Regions from separate parts of the Gossypium hirsutum genome. Here all the other regions are linked to region 1. The links are chromatin contacts, called in public Hi-C maps. All regions are on one chromosome and are shown on one strand. The core of a region is the stretch at or near the end of the contact, and the rest is flanking DNA. Distances in the headings are between cores, read along the strand shown.

Region 1 (2,700 bases), core at 42-2,541:
CATATTTGAACTTGACAAAAGTATAATTGTTGTATGTTTTCTTTCTTTTTAACCTTCAATTTGCAAATGATAAATGATCCCAAACCCAAACCTTTCCCCATTAGAATGAGGAAAGTTGCCACTCAGTTACATTAAATTTTACTTTTAGTCTTGTTAAGTGCTTCTTTCCATTTTTATGAAAATGGGATTTATAGGATTTCTCAAAAAGAGATATGACAATTTACACGAACAAATGTAGAGCATTAAAACAAAACTAATACTGAGCAATAATTTATTTAAACTAAAAACAACTTAGACGGGTATGGATGACATAGAAAAATAACCAAATATATAAACTAATAATCAAGAAAATCCCAGACTGCGTAGAACCCAAAGGCTATTTCGACCCAGAAAAAAAAAGCTGAATCAGAGCTAAAAGAAGAAAAAAAAAAGGATCAGTAAGAGAAATCAGACCTTCTGCAGAATTTGCCATAAATCCATTTGGTGGAGCCTTCATGTTTACAATCTCGGATAATTTTTATTTTTTTTACAAAAAGAAAAATCTCTAAGGAACACAACCACTTCTTATGCTCCAACAAAACACAGAAAAGAAATCAACTTTCTTCACCATATAGTTACTTCCAGTCTTTTAGCTATCAACCACAACGGTTCAAAGAAGAATCATTTTAGCGGCATCCCTTGGTAGGAAAATCACCACAAACGCGCTTAAGGAAACGCCGGAGCTTCCATTAATAAATCACAAATCCCAAAAAAGAACTAAAACCCTAACTTAGAAAGCAAAACCAAAGGCAAAAAACCTTGTTCTTTCGCTTTGATTAGCTTGGTAAAAAGCTTTTGAAATGTTGGGTATTTTCAATCACGTGAAAGCATTTACTTCTCCAAAGGAATAAATCAGATTCCAGAGTTGAATCAGTTTAAAAGTAGCCGAAACCGTAAAGAACTAACTGCATGGAACATTAAAAACTGCTCCTCAGCTCATTTGAAGCTCATCGTTCTGTTTTCTAGAATCCGACGAGAAAAAAGAAAAGAAAAAAAGAAAGAAACTTTATGGGATCAAGGAGAAGGAAAAAAAAACACTTGTCGCCTGGAAATCACAGAACCAAAGCGAAAGGCCAAGCAAAAGCAGAGCAAAAAACAGCTTTCTTTTTTTCTTTTCTTTTATAAATTGTGAAACATGCCGACATATAAGAGACTGTGAAGGCTGAACTCTGAAGCAATCAGGCCTTCGGTAAATTAAAGGAAGTAAGGATTTTTTTTCTTTTTTACTTAATGAATTAAAATTGTAATCGTTGCGCGTGTGAATTGGCGAGTGGTGTTAGGCTATTAATAGGCGGACAGTTTAAGTTGGTACCCTTCTTTTCACTGTTTTGGACTTGGGAGGTGCGCGCGTGCGGCCTTGTGGGCGTGCGTAAAGGGTTCTCCTTGGAGTGAAAATAAGTATAGTTGGCGCTCGACTATAGGATAACAGTCTGGTTCAGATCCCTTATCAATTCTCATTTTGCATGGTTGAACTCCAAATGTGGGGTTCATTTAATCCAATAAGTTTTCGTTCAATAGATTAGTTGAAGCTTGTTTGTAATTAAATTTTCATAAATCTACTTATTTGAATCAAAGCATTGTAATGCTCGACTGATAGTTCAATCAAATTTAAATTTTTTGAGTTCAACTCATATAGCTTGCTAGTATTGAGACCCTAATTGTCATTTGAGGTTGTCTTGGTAATTTTATATCTTATTTTCTTCTTATTATCTTTCTAAAGGTTAGTTTAACATTGTTTTTGAAAAGTTTAGTTTAAGATATAAGTGTTTAGTATTACTATTAAAACGTGCTTTTAAGAAACAAAATATTCATTTTAAACATGATATTATCAAGTAATAAATATATATTTAAATAATATTCAAATTAATTAATATTATTATATTTTAGTAAATATATAAAAAATAATTTATTACAACTTGTTGTTAATAATTTACTATATGAAATATAAATTTTAATTATTTTTAAGTAATAAATTTTAATTATTTATAAAATTTAATTAGAATATATAAACTATATTTTAAATAATTAAATATAACCATTAAATATTTGTAATTAGATATGAACTATATTTTAAATAATTAAATATAACCATTAAATATTTGTAATTAGATATGAACATATTTGTATTATTTTAAAAAATACTTTTTTTATTTTTAATTTATAATTTTAACACATTTGTAATTAAACACCAAGAAAAAAAAAGAAAAAATATCATGTTGTTGGAGGGGTGAAAAAATAATTAAACACCAAAAGTGTTTTTTTTTTTGCAAAACTGTTTTTAAAAAGTAAAAAAATTCAGCCAAAATTAAATTGTTTAACACAATTTTTCTTCTAAAAGTGTTTTTCAAGCCAAAATTATTTTTTTAAGCAATATTAAATAAGGCCTTAATTTGGATCAATATAGTTCGGATCAATGTAGTTGGTTCCACGTCGATTCCAATTATACTACTCAATTCCAGTAATAAATTGAAACGATCATTTCTTTCTTTCTTTCTTTCTTTTTTTTGCATCGGTGTAAACTTTAGTTTGTTTTGATTGCATCAACCAAAATATTACACATAAGGCAACAGTGCATGAATAATGTTAAAATATATATAATTTTTGCCAACTTTAATTAACTAAATATAATATTTAAACTTTAACCAAGGTAAAAGAAAATTT
Region 2 (2,700 bases), core at 182-2,681, 780 kb before region 1:
CAGAAATGAAAATATCAGATTAGTGTCTGACTTAATCGACGAAGTTAACAGAACTTGGAAGAGTTAATTGATTGTCCATACCTTTCATACGGATATTGCTAGGAAAATACTACAAATTTTGTTAGCAAAGTCCACTCATGAAGACTTTCAGGTGTGGAGAGGGGAGTCATTTAGAAACTGCTCAGTAAGAAGTGCCTATAAACTATTACAGGATACTACATTGAATCCTAGTAATTATATACAGGCCGATACTAAAAATTTTTACAAGAAATTGCGGAACCTATACATGCCTTCGAAATTCAAAATTACAATGTGGAAAATTTTGTGGAATTACATCCCCACTTTTTTCTAATCTGAAGATGAGAAGAGTAATGGTTGAGGATCAGTGTATTAGATGCCATCAAGGTGAAGGAGACAGTAACCATGTCTTCTGATTGTACCCTACAACGAAGGAAGTGTGGAGACATTTAAACTTCTCATGGGTTCTTAATAATAGCAATCCAGATTTTTGGACTTGGCTTACTTTGGTTTTCAATCAAGGGACGAATGAGCAATGTAGAATCTTTTGTTGCGGACTCTGGTTAATATGGACAAATAGAAACAAGTTAATCTATGAAGGCAAATCAAGCACCAGTCAAGATATCTCAAAACAAGTTACCAGTTACATTTCAGAGTTGGATGGTATAGAGGACAAAGTACTTATCTTGGAAGCAAAAACGAGACCCATACAGAACATGTAGAGGGCGAAGGTGGCTATCTATTTTGATGCGGCTTTTGACCTACAAAATTTTAGATCTACATCAAACCTAGTTGTTAAAGATGAGGGGGTAGAATCATAGCATTAAAATCAACTCTTCATTTCAACGTTGCATCTCCGTTTGGGTGGAAGCACATGTAGGATTTCAAGCAAAAAAATTAGGGATTCATATGGGTTTTCATACTCTGGACATACTAGGAGACTCGAGAACGATAATAACAAAATGTCAAAGTGCAGATCGTGACAGATCAAATATCGGAGCAATTATCGGTGACATTCAAAGTCTAAAGACACATTTCCAAGAAATCAGATCCCATTTCATCCCAAGGACAAAAAATACATGCGCTCATCTATTAGCAAAAGCAGCACTCAAGAATGGCAAGGAACAATACCTAGAGGGAGGGATTCCACAATCGATTAGAAGAGAAATAGAGAAAAATTTCCGGGAACTTTCAAATTAAAAGAGAAGAAGAAACGACTAAGACCATCGGAATGAAAGAGGAAAAGAAGAGTTTGTGACTTTTGAAATGGAAGAAAAGCAAATGGTTCTGTTTTGGAAATAAAGTAGATAAGCAAAAGATTTTTTTCAGAAGATCTGCTTCGCTTTACAGCTGTCTCGGGGATATGAATTGGCAGTATCATTATGATGGCCAGCTGTACCCGACGACTGGAGTATAGATATAGGTTTATTATTTCAGTTCAGTTTTTATTTTTGAATTTATGGGCCAATCTGATGGCGGCCAGTTTTTGTTATTTGTTTTCTTAGGCCTACTTAGCTAGAGTTAACCGAATCCAACATATGGGATATTTTTTTGTTTAAGATTTGAATTCATTAATCCAATTGAATTTTTTTTTAAAAGTATAGTCCCTCTTAAATCCATAAATAAAAAAATAATGCATTTTAACGCACTCAAACTCATATTTTTCTATATTGACATTAATATTCATATCAATCAAACTAATGCTAAATCAACAATAGATGAATATTTAGTAATTGTTTTCAAAGTTAAAAGCACAACCATAGGTACTGAAATGCATAAAAAGCGGTCCATAATTATAACGAAAAAAGAGTATACTTCACAAAAAATATTGATGTGTGGCGCAAAAAAGAACATCATTTGTCACAAAAAGAATCATCATTCACCAGTGTACTTTAAACTTTTTTTTAAAATTTTCTTTAAATTTTTTCAATAATATTATTAATTTCCACTGATTTCTTTTCAAATTTTTAATTTTTTTATAAATTTTATAATTCATATGTTTTTTTCTAGATTATATATATATATATTCTAAACTTTTATATATTTATTTCCATTTTTACATTTTTAATGTGTATATACAATTAATAAAGAAAATAGTTATTTTTGTATATAAAGGCACCTCGTGGTATTTTTTTAATTGGCTATGAGAAAAATTGGATTAAAAAAATATCACGAAGGTATATTTTAGGTATTAAATTGAAAATTCAAGTGTTTTTAAGGTATAAAATTGAGGGAAAAAAATAAGGATTAAAACGAGAAAACAAGTATACTTTAGGAGCTAAAATGAATGAAGCCTAAAATAAATAAAAACATATTATGTGTATATTAAGTCAAGTAGATTGAGGAAACATAATGGGAAATGGAATGTATTTACTTTCTTTGGGTTTGCAAGGTTAATAATACCGTAAGTTGTGATACCTTTTTGAAGAATAACTTGGATTGAAAAAAAGAATTGAGTTTTACTATTGATGAAGTTTACTAATTTGTTTTGGCTCCTGTTAGACGATTGAACTCTATGGTTGTCCATAGGAACACATTCATACTGACATGCCTGTAATTAAAAATGCCATCGGAATTATACTCACAAAAGGATTAGCATATGCCTAAATATAGAAAAAATTGCAGAATAATGAGATCCTTTTGATGCCAATAATTGGTAAGTGTTTTATTTGATGGGGTCGC
Region 3 (2,700 bases), core at 117-2,616, 900 kb before region 1:
CATTTTTCTCTTGTTTACCCTTTTTTTTTTTTTTTGGTTAAGATTGCTGAATGCCTTCAACTTGTATGTGTACTAAAACAATTCCTTTGCTAACTAATGTCTTTTGTGATCATTATCGTATATGAGATAGCTTCATATTTCTACCTCTCTACCAACAGACCATGGATTTAGCTTTCAGTTTATAATTATGAACATCAGAATCTTCTCTCATTTTATCTTCAAAAATGAAAACTGCGAAAGGATGTTCATTTCTTATCAAACCCAATATTTCTCATTTAGCTTTCTGTTTTTATTATTCTTAATAAAGTTATTCTTAATCCTCATAAAGGTATATGGTATTTCTCCGATAGATATAATTACATACGCAGGAAGAACCCCCATATGAGGACTGGAAGCTAAATTGCAAGAATCCCAGTTGAGAAGAAGATATCCCCAGACTCATAAGAGGAGGTTGTGACTCTTGCAGATCTTGAAACTTCTGATCTGCACTGTTCTTTCCTCTCATCCATCATTATTTGAGTTGACCTACACTCTGAACTGCAAAACGCTTTTTCCCCTCTGAAAACAACACATATCATTAACAACAGAATTATCAGTTTCTCTCATGTAATTAATTACCATATGGAAACAAGCAAGCAGAGATTGGGTAATTAAAAAAGGGGTAAAAGGGTGTGTGTTTACCTATACATGTAAATGTCTTGGCCATGCAGCTTTTTCCTGCATAGGTGACAACAACTGAGAAAATCTGAAGTTGGGTAAGCAACCTCTTCCACAAATCTTGGTGCTGGAGCTGGGGTTTCACAGTTACTTTTTCTCCTTTCTTCACCTCCATCATAATACACCTTTGTAGACGACTTGCCAGATCCATGGGTAGTCACATACGTAAAATCCTCCAAACTTTCCATCTCTAAATTCTTCCCACCAGATTTCACAACAATTACATTTGAGCTACAAATAGTATGCCTGCAGGAATGGGTACTACACTTGTTATCTAGTGCAACAGCAATCCCTAGTCCAACCCCACCAACATCATATCTCTTCGAACTTCTAGGTGATGGTGTCTTCAAATCTAGTGGACTCCTAGGGCTTGTAACAACAGCATCCAAAAATACGGGTTTTTTGCCGGAAACCAATAATTCAGACAATTTCCCCATCATCGGACGTGGTCTCTTCCCTGACATTACTTGACTAAAAGAGAAATCAAATCTATGTTAAGAGGTGGAGAATTCGGAGAGATATTTGAAGCGCTCTCTCTCTCTCTCTTCCACAAGAGGCAGCCAATGTTTAAGAAAGCCACTATAAATTTATGGAGGAGTGGAGTGGAGTGGAGTGGGTGATAGACTTAGCCCATGGTTTAGTTTGGAATTATATTATTATTATTATTACTATTATTATATGACTCATAATTGCTACTTTGCAATTACCAATTTCAACTATTTAATTTTAATGTTATTTTATGTAGGCTTTTTTCTTAAATTCATCCTTAAACTATACTCTAATTTAAAATTACTCCTTAAACTTTTTTTTAAAACTATCAATTGTCTCATTTTATACAAAAGGCATATGATATTTAATAAGTAAATGTCACGTGTCATGTTCTTATTAGATGATATTATTTTTTGGTAAACTAAGATAAAATTGATAGTTTAAATACAATAAAATTCCAAGGATAAATATGAAAATTGAGTTATAGTTAAGGGACAAATTTATAATAAAAGTTTTTATGTAGAAAATGATTTTATGAAAAGGGTCGCTTTTGAGGTGGGACCAATCTTTTATAATGTGTTTGTCTAATGATTGAGACGTGATCTCGAAAGCTATGGCCCACATGCGCCCCCCCTGCACTTACCACAATAAAAGATTCTTCGCCCATTCCATCATCGCCGTTTAACTTCTGGTACGTGGCGCAAATCTATGGGTGATGTTGCATTGCAATTATTGCTGAAGATATTGATTATTTTCTTTTCTTTTTTTTTAAAATTAGTATCGAAATTATTTTCCGAATCATTCTTTTGTGCAGTGTTCAATGTTCGTAATGTTTCCAAACTTTTAAAATAAATATTTTCTCTATTAAATTTTAAAATTTGATCACTTCATTAATATTTTAACTTATTTTAAATGTTACTGATAATGAAGCAGTTTTTTTCATACATGTTGCTTACGGAAAATTTAAGAGTATATCTGAGGGAAAAATTAGGGATGTATGCTGAAATTTTAATTATCTAGTGGTAAAAATACGTTTACAGAAAAGCGTTTTTAACAAAAAAAAAAAGAAAAAGAAAAAGGAAATGGCTTAATATAATATTTGATTTTTAAATTTATAATTTTTTTAATTTGGTATCTAAACTTTTTTGGGCCCAATTTGATACCTGAATTTAATATTTTTTTATAATTTGGTACCTAAGCTTTTTTTAAGCACAATTTGATACCTCAATTTATTAAATGTTATACAAATTACGTAAAATACTAATAATATGAAATTTTTGTAAGAGTATGCTCAAAGATCAATAATGAGATGGTTGTAATAACATATTTTATTTATCATGTTTTAATATAAGATGTTACCATTATTATTTCAGTTTTTTTTTCTGTGTGTATAAATAAACTGTTTTATAATAATGTCCTAAAAATAATATGATTGTTCTTAAAAGATCATTAGTCTAGTATTATTGTTGACTAGGACAACAATAATGCATTGAG

The links. Hi-C and Micro-C count contacts between places; a contact is called where the count stands out from the background.
Region 2: a contact with region 1 is called in a Hi-C map of leaf, with 2.6 times the contacts expected there. The contact joins the promoter of LOC107961637 here to the promoter of LOC107962189 in region 1. A contact is called at or near these places in 15 of 34 Hi-C or Micro-C datasets (anther, callus, fibers and 4 more).
Region 3: a contact with region 1 is called in a Hi-C map of leaf, with 2.0 times the contacts expected there. The contact joins the promoter of LOC107961640 here to the promoter of LOC107962189 in region 1. A contact is called at or near these places in 4 of 34 Hi-C or Micro-C datasets (hypocotyl and leaf).

The regions. Positions count from the first base shown.
Region 1 is chrA06:22,325,772-22,328,471 of Gossypium_hirsutum_v2.1, forward strand. It overlaps LOC107962189 (auxin response factor 7), which reads right to left and starts at 1,292. Exons shown (of 13, transcript XM_016898489.2): 1 at 454-1,292. The coding sequence starts at 496.
Region 2 is chrA06:21,542,217-21,544,916 of Gossypium_hirsutum_v2.1, forward strand. LOC107961637 (20 kDa chaperonin, chloroplastic) reads right to left here and starts at 1,432. Exons shown (of 10, transcript XM_041115858.1): 1 at 1,150-1,432; 2 at 524-779; 3 at 82-441.
Region 3 is chrA06:21,422,363-21,425,062 of Gossypium_hirsutum_v2.1, forward strand. It overlaps LOC107961640 (FCS-Like Zinc finger 13), which reads right to left and starts at 1,367. Exons shown (of 2, transcript XM_016897705.2): 1 at 682-1,367; 2 at 268-558. The coding sequence starts at 1,181. The coding sequence ends at 396. LOC107961639 (oligouridylate-binding protein 1) reads left to right here. Exons shown (of 12, transcript XM_016897703.2): 12 at 1-151.